Linked DNA regions of Mus musculus: region 1 is linked to region 2. The links are chromatin contacts, called in public HiChIP or PLAC-seq maps. All regions are on one chromosome and are shown on one strand. The core of a region is the stretch at or near the end of the contact, and the rest is flanking DNA. Distances in the headings are between cores, read along the strand shown. Region 1 holds the start of Nle1 (notchless homolog 1). Region 2 has its middle 29 kb from the start of 5530401A14Rik.

The links. HiChIP or PLAC-seq counts read pairs in DNA pulled down with a chosen protein or histone mark.
Region 1: an H3K27ac HiChIP or PLAC-seq map of embryonic stem cells shows a contact between it and region 2, with 2.8 times the contacts expected there. The contact joins the promoter of Nle1 here to the enhancer-like site in region 2. A contact is called at or near these places in 5 of 39 promoter capture datasets (the 3T3-L1 cell line, hippocampal neurons, maxillary cranial neural crest and 1 more) and 1 of 115 datasets of contacts at active chromatin or transcription factors (embryonic stem cells).

Annotation. Positions count from the first base shown.
Region 1 is chr11:82,906,792-82,911,135 of GRCm38.p6, reverse strand. It overlaps Nle1 (notchless homolog 1), which reads left to right and starts at 2,741. Exons shown (of 13, transcript NM_145431.2): 1 at 2,741-2,797; 2 at 2,901-3,044; 3 at 3,366-3,583. The coding sequence starts at 2,780.
Region 2 is chr11:81,830,125-81,834,227 of GRCm38.p6, reverse strand. It overlaps a transcript of Asic2 not described here. Among named protein-coding and RNA genes, the nearest start is that of 5530401A14Rik, 29 kb to the left of the region's middle. Within about 2 kb of position 1,652, at least 3 of the 459 cell types and tissues checked have an H3K27ac peak or open chromatin away from gene starts, as enhancers often do. A contact at or near this core is called in embryonic stem cells, where this site is marked.

The sequences.
Region 1 (4,344 bases), core at 1,492-3,991, 1.1 Mb before region 2:
ACTCGCCTCTGGCCCTCGAACACCTCGCTCAGGGGCAGTCCTGGAAGACTTTAGACTCATACCTCAAAGTGTGGGAGAAAGATCCAGAAGAGACAGGAATATCCCTTGGAGACTTGCCCTGCCTAGGCAAGTTATAATGCCCCTTCCCCACCTCCGTCCCCAGATAAACAACCCTCCCCCCATCACCACTACTACTGCTATTTTGGGAGTAGAGTGACAGCTGAGGGGCTGATAGACTTGGACACACAGCAGCTGCCCAGGTCCCTCTGGAGACTTCCAGAAAGGACTCTCTGGAGGGAGGGGGAGAGCAGAGCAGAGGAAGATCCCTTCTTGCTTCTCTTCATACTTGTTCACAGCCCAGCAGGACTTGCTGACTCGTGTCTGAGCGGGTGTGTGTGAGCAGGTTGCCGTTTGAGCATGCTTGTGTTCCATCCCTCCCTGTCTGCGTTGATGAACACACCCAGTCCCCCATCTGGCTGTGACTCCCTTGGATGTCGGCTCTCTTCCTCTGGATTAGATTCCATCCTCCTAGGGTAAGGACTAAGTCATACCTGGAATCCCCTGAGCTCAAGGACCGTAGCCCACCTTCCTTGGATCCAGATCTCTCCCAAGACAAGAAGAGGCTCCCTCTACAGAAGTGGCCATCACCGTGGTGGATGGGTGTCTCTGGGAGCTGGCATTGCTTATTTCTCCTCAGTCAACTTTAAAAGGCCTTCCTCATGGAGAGTCAGAACTCTCCTGTCCTTCGGTGTCTGCTCCAGGAGGTCAAGATTGCTCTTGGGGAGCTTCTATCACCATCCCAGGTACAAAGCCTGGCAGACAGTGCCCTGGTGTTTTGAATGAATGAATGAGTGAATGAATGAATGAATGAGTGGGGGGATAGATAGATGGATCTTCATTCTTATGCTCTGCTCCCCTCCCTTTTATTCTCCCCATACTTCCAGTATATTTCAAAACACACCTGAAAGATACTGAAGAAAAGCCACACACAGGGACACCCACAATAGCCTCTGCAAGTATGACTGTGAGTTTAGAATATGGATTCACAGCTATGTGACCTTGGACAGGTCCCACTGCCCTGTTCAATGAAAGGCCTAGTCCTAACACGTGAGCTTGTTTGTTTCTTGATTCTCTCGCCTTTGTTTTCGAAGCTGCCTTCAGACTGGCTTCAAACTCCTAGACTTAAGCAATTCTCCTGCCTTGGCCACCTCTATAGCTGGAACCAGAGCTGTGCGCCACGTCCATCCTAACACACAGCTTCTGGATAGTGATGGGTAAGTGGGTGGGTGGATAGACAGATGCTCTGCTTTCATGGGATGGATCCCAAGCCTGGAACCTCATTTGTGGTCCAAGCAATGAGGTATTGACAAAGGATCCCACTGCAAGCAAAGAAGCTTTGGTTCTGTGGCGTTTGGATCAAGGGATCCTACATTCAATTCCTGATTTCATAATTCAGTCCACAAGCGTTTCTTCTGTGTCCCCTATATACCGGGGGACATGACTGATAATGAGGAAATGACTGAAAATGCCGGAAAACTTGGAAAACACAGGACAAGACAGACAGGGTCCCCGAAAAACCAAAAGGAAAAAAGAAAAAAAAGAAGAGAAAAAAAAGAAAGACAGGGTCCTGGGAAAGGCTTCCCTAAGTAATTGAACTAATCTATGCAAAGTTCTGAGAACACTATCTGGCAAAGAATAGAGGCTCAATTCGCTTTGTCGGATGAATGAATGTATGCATGTAGGAATGAGTATATTTAAGCCGAGAGATAAACAATGTGAAGAAGGCCAGAAGGCAGCGTCCCTAGCAAATGGAGTCGTTGTTCTCAGATGAGGAAAAGCCTCCAAAGAGCACACGGGTCCCTCTGGCCTTCTTCAACTTTTATTAGTCTCGTTTGTTTGTTTGTTTGTTTGTTTGTCTGAGACAGGGAGTTCTTTTGGAGACCTTCAATGTCCTGGAACTTACTCTGTAGACCAGGCTGGCTTTAAGTTCAGAGATCTATCTGCCTGTCTTTGTCTCGCAAGAGCCTGGATTAAAGGCATGTTCTACCACAACCTATTTAATAGTTCCTTATAGGCTCTATATTCTTTGAACTTGTACAAGAGGAGAGCAGAGACTCAAATCTGTCCACAAAAGTTCCAGACAGAATAAATTGCCTATGCAAAAGCAGATACAGGAGAGGGCCACACCTTGAAAGAGCTCAGAAAAAAAAAATCCCAAAACAGCTGGGCACCGCGGCCCATCCGATATTCCCAGCATCCCATCCTGGGAGGCACAGACAAGAGGATCATGGAGTTCAAGGTCTACTTAGGCTACACACCCTCAGCCTATCTCAATACATACATGCATACATGCGCGCGCGCGCGCGCACACACACACACACACACACACACACACACACACACACACACACACACACATACACAAACTAAATCCCACAAGCCCACCTATAAAAGTTTCTGCCTCAACCCAATAGTTTTCTGGTTTGTATTTTCACCCCTGCTGCCTGGACCCTGGAAGTGTCATCCTCCACCATCTCCTGCCTCTGTGAGCTAGGCGGGCAAATCAATTAATTTCTCTGAGTTTTGGAGACTAAAATTGGCCAGAATCGCTACTGTGAAAAGAAGGCGCGAAGGGAGGCCACCATTGGCAATCCCGGCCTCCGAGAGCGGCTTGACTCCTCCGAACACGAGAGGGCGCTGTAGCCGGAGGTTGCCCGGCGCGACATGGATTTAACGCTCCGTCTTTCCGCCTCGGTTCTCCTCCACGTGGGGACGCAGGATGGCGGCGGCGGTGGTGGTAGGTGTACGCGCACGGGGCGGGGATGCCGGGTCTCCGCGTGGGGTACCGAGGCCCGAGGGGAGGGGAGGGGGACTGACAGTCTCGCGGCTTGATTCTGCAGGAAGAGGCGGCGGCAGGCGACGTGCAGCGGCTGCTCGTACAGTTCCAGGATGAGGGCGGTCAGCTGCTGGGCTCCCCGTTCGACGTGCCAGTGGACATCACGCCGGACAAGCTGCAGCTGGTGTGCAACGCGCTGCTGGCCCAGGTGAGCACCCCAAAACGAAGCCACGGTGTTCCGGGGACCCAGCTGCTCACCGACAGTGTCGGTGGCGTGGATCGGCCCCAGGAAAAATGTTCTCCGCGCCGACTCACCTACAGACAGGCTGTGTTTTGAACGCGTCGGATGCAGTGTTTCCGTGACTTCTTGTCACAGCCCAACATAAGCATCCCCATTTTACAGAGATGCCCAGCGGGATTAAATTTGTCGCATGGTGGTATGCAGTAGTTGGGATTGAGCCGACTCCCGCTGAGGGCAGGCATTCATCCCTCCGAGCAGAGTTCCTCTTTACTCTGTTCTTGCCTTCAGGAGGAGCCCCTGCCCCTGGCGTTCTACGTCCACGATGCTGAGATTGTGTCCTCCCTGGGGAAGACGCTGGAGTCCCAGTCTGTGGAGACAGAGAAAATCGTCGATATCATCTACCAGCCCCAAGCTGTCTTCAGGGTCCGGGCTGTGACGCGGTGCACCAGCTCATTGGAGGGTCACAGCGAAGCTGTCATTTCTGTGGCCTTCAGCCCCACAGGAAAGTAAGGACATGGGCAGAATCTTTGGGATGTGGAGGTGTGTCCTCTGACAGGTGGAGAGGACCATCCTGAGTTATTATTCACAGGGTCTTAGGCTGCCTGCCTGTCATAGACTTGGGGTCTGGACTCACGTTGCAAGTAACAGACTTTCTTATTGGGGTTTGGTCCCCAAAGGCTAAGAATAGTACCTGGCTCAGAAGAGCCTATCTTGGTTTGAACTACTCCTTTCCGAAGTCAGGTTTCTGCATCTGTTACTTCCCTATGAATCCTTTCTTGTAGGACTCTAAGAATAAGAACAGTTGAGCCAGGTGGTGGTAGTCCACACCTTTAATCTCAGCACTCAGGAAGCAGAGGCAGGCGGATCTCTGTGAGTTCAAGGCCAGACTGATCTAAATAGTTCCAGAACAGCAAGGGCTACATAGAGAGACTCTACCTCCAACAACAGAAGAATATGAAAAGCTTCAAAAGCTTTTTCTAGAAATTTCCAAGGAGGTAGAGACTAGGCGGGCAGGTCTTTGTGAATTCTAAGCCAGCCTTTTCTACAGAACAAGTTCTAGGTCAGCCAGGGCTAACCAGAGAAACCCTGTCTTTTAAAAAAAAAAAAAAAAGAAAGGTGCGGGGTGGGCTGGAGAGATGGCTCAGGGGTTAAGAGCACTGGTTGCTCTCCTAGAGGGCCTGAGTTCAATTCCCAGCACCCCGTAAGAGCTCACAACTGTCTGTAACTCAAATCTCAGGGGATCCAATGTGCACATTGTGTACAGATA
Region 2 (4,103 bases), core at 403-2,902:
AGGGCGGGGGGGAAGCTGGGATTACAAGCACACATCATCACTCCCTGCTTTTCACATGTGCATTCTAGGGACAGAACTCATCTGCTCATGAAAGATTTGTTTCACTCATGCATGCATGGTTCTCGGATCCACTGTGGCTCCTTCCTAACCAAGCCATCTCCTCAGTCCAAGTTTGGATTCTGAAAGAGAGAACTGACAAACTCTTAGTTAGACTAAGAAACAAAGAGAAACTCAAGTGAATAAGATTAGAAATGAGGGCTAAGTCCTTTAACTGATGCTCCTGAAAAGCAAGCTGTCTTAGTTAGGGTTTTATTGCTGTGAAGAGACAGCATGACCATGGGAACTCTTATAAAGGAAACCATTTAATTGGGGCTGGCTTACAGTTTCAGAGGCTTAATCCATCATCAGCATGGTGGGAAGCACGGTGCCATGCAGAGAACTCATGGTGCTTGAGAGGTAGCTGCGAGTTTTACATCTGGATCCACAGGCAACGGGAAGAGGCAGTGAGTCACTAGGCCTGGCTTGAGCTTCTAAAACTTTAAAGTCTACTCCACCAGTGACACTGTTCCTCCAACAAGGTCACATCCTCAGTAATGCTACTCCTTATAAGTCTATGGGGACCATTTTCATTCATATCACCTCATTCTACTCCCTGGTCCTTAAAGGCCTGCAGCTGTATCAAAATGCAAAATGCATTTAGTTCAACTTCAGAAGTTCCCATAGACTGTCATGGTCTCGACAGTATTTAAAACTCCCAAGTTCTAAGTTTCTGATCCTCAAAACAATCTCTTAACTATAACACCCTGTAAAGTGAAAATGACAAAAGCAGATGACATACTTCTAACATACAATGACACAGAATATGCATTACCATTCCAAAAGGGAGGAATGGGAGCACAATGATGAAATATGGGACCAAAACAAGACCAAAAAAACCAGCTGGGCAAACTCTAAACCTCTGCATCTCCATGTCTGATATCAAAGTGTTCAGATCTTCCAGCTTTGTCGACTGCAACACAACTCTTTCTCTTGGGCTAGTTCCACTCCCCCTTAGAAGCTTTCCTCAGCAGGTATCCCACGGCTCTGGCATCTCCAAGGCTATCCAGGCTTTATCTTCAAAGCTTCACCCAGTGGCCTTTCTAGGTCTCCATGCAGGGGCATCCCTGACACACACCAGGTCTCAGTAGTTTTCCTAAGGAAGAGACATGGAGGGAGATTTCATAGCCCCTTTCTTATGTCTTTGACTATAAAGCCAGAACCAGAACCATGAGGATGAAGCTGCCAAATTCTGCTGCTTGCTGGGGCTGGAACAGGGTGCCCTTGTTCAAATACATTTTTACCAGCTTTATGCTTTGGTTGGTTTCCTTCACTGCCTAAGCTTCGTTGTCCTAGAACTTGGTCTGTAGACCAAGCTGGCCTTGAACTCTGAGATCCAGAAGTCTCTGCCTTCTGAGCAGTGGAATTAAAGATATGCACCACTATACCTGGCCCTAAGCTTTTCTTTAATTCCTTTTCACTTTTCTTTAACTCATTTTCACAAGTTGGAAGCTTAGCTGGGTGGGGGTCTCGCTCTGAGGGCACCACTCCCTTTATTCCACTTAGCATCAGGCTTTTCTTTGACCTGTTTTCACTTCCTAAAGCTCCTTTTCTCCTGCAACAATAGATTTTGCATTTTTCCTTGACCAGCTTGCTCCTTTTCATTGCAGATCTGCATAAGACTGGCTACCAATAGCTACACACTAGGTTCTTTGGAAATTTTGTCTGTCAAAGTTTAGTCTCAGCCAGATGGTTTGGTCAAGGGCAGAAGAAACTGCATTCTTCACCAAAATATTGCAAGAACATATAGGCCACATATTAATATTATTCTCCTCTGAAACCTCTTGAGTTGAGGCACCACAGTTCAAATCACCTTCAGCACCACTGTCTTCCATAATCCTACTATGCCCCATTAAGCTCCACTTAAAATGTTCAACTGCCTTTCTAATCCAAAATTCCACAGTCCAAATTCCTCTAAACAAAAACATGGTCTGGCCTATCACAGCAATACAGCACTCCTGGTACCAACTTCTGTCTTAGTTATGGTTTTATTGCCGTGATGAGACATCAAGACCAAGGCAACTCTTACAAAGGAAAACATTTAATTGGGCTTAGAGTTCAGAGGTTTAGTTCATTATCATTATGCCAGGAAGAACTGTGGCCCATAGACAAACATAATGCTGGAGAAGGAGCTGAGAGTTTTATATCTACATCTGCAGGCAGCAGGAAGAGGCAATGAGCATCTAGGCTGGTTTAAGCTTATGAAGCCTCAAAAGCTACCCCTGACCCCTAGTGACACATTTCCTCCAACCCCACCACCACCCCAACAGACCATACCTCCACTAATGCCAATCCCTAAGAGCTGAAGGAACCATTCTCATTCAGACCACCACACAAGCTATCATAATAAATGGTTGTAAATAATTATATGTCTGTGAATTGGGTATAACCTGGAAGATAATAAACTCTCGGACAGACTGATTTATTAAGAAAGAGAAAGAAGTCTCAACCATATCATTAACAGTAAAAGAGCAACAGGATAAACCATGACCTTTTCTGTAACCGTAGAAGTGTTTGACAAAACTCAACAACCTTATGGGACAAAAACTATGAGCAAATTATGTGGAGAAAGAGTGGTGAAGTGCAGGCACATGTGTTGAGCCCAAAACTGAAACTGAATGGGCAAAAAGTTGAAACAATTTTCTTTAAGATCAGGAAGAAAACAAGGATGCCCACTCTTGCCATATCTATTCAACAAAGCATTTGAAGTGCTAGGGAGAGCACTGGGCAAGAAAAATAAATAAGAGATATGCAAACAGGAAAGAATATACAATCTCTCTGTAAATCCCTAAATCTGGCAGGAAATTGTTGGAATTAATAAAAAATGAGAATGCTACAGTACACATATTCATATACAAATTATGAATGTTACAGTACACATATTCATATACAAATTATGAATGTTACAGTACACATATTCATATACAAATTAGATGTATTCCAACAGAACAGTGAACTATGTGAATGAGGAATGAAGGGCACAATGTGTGACAACATACAACACTTAGGAATAAAATTGATCAAGGGGATGAAGAGCTGTACATTGAAGACTCTGAAATGTTGATGAAAGAAGTTGGATAAGATACAAGCAAATGGTAATAGACATTTTGCTTCTGGGTTGGAAGAATTCTTACTGTTAAAACGCCCATGTTTCACAGAATAACCTATAGACTCCATATGATCTATATTAAAAAAAATCCAGCTATAGGGGACCCAGTGTCCTTTTCTGACCTCCACAGGCACAGGCATACACACACACACACACACACACACACACACACACACACACACACACGAAATAGTCATCTCAGAGTACTATTTCCACTCCACACCTCAGTGCAACATTGTTCACAACAGGCAAAATAAAGTTTCAAACTAAATGCCTGTCATTTTTTTTCTATCAATGGCAAAAAAAAAAAAAAACCCAAAAAACCACCACCACCATCAACAACAAAAAAACCTGTGAACCTGTCTCTCACATAGTATTCATATTCAGCCTTAAAAATGAAAATTTGTGACAATGTGTATGATATTGCATAACATTACATTAAGCAAAATAAGCCAGCCACAGAAAGATAAATAGTGCATGATCTCATTTATACATGGATTGGAGGGGGAAATAAGTGACCTTGTAGAAACAGTAGAATGATTGTTGCCTGGGGCTACAAAGGAGAACAGGCACATAATTGTCAAGGGCACCAAGTGTCCTGTGTAGGATGGATAAAGGCTTGTGAACTAAGGTATAGTAATGTGACTATCATGGACAAAGTTTTGCTCTGTGTTTGAAATCTGGATCTTAAGTGTTCAACCGAGAAAATACACTTTGTAAGGTATGAGAGGTGATGGATATCAGGTAGCTTGATTGTGGTAGTCGGTTTACAGTGGACATTCATAAGGAACATGAAACTGTGCAGTACAGACATAGATCATTCTTCTCTATCGAATAGTCCCCATCAAACATGGAAAAATAAAATTGAAAATGATCAGAGAGACAGAGACAGAGAGAC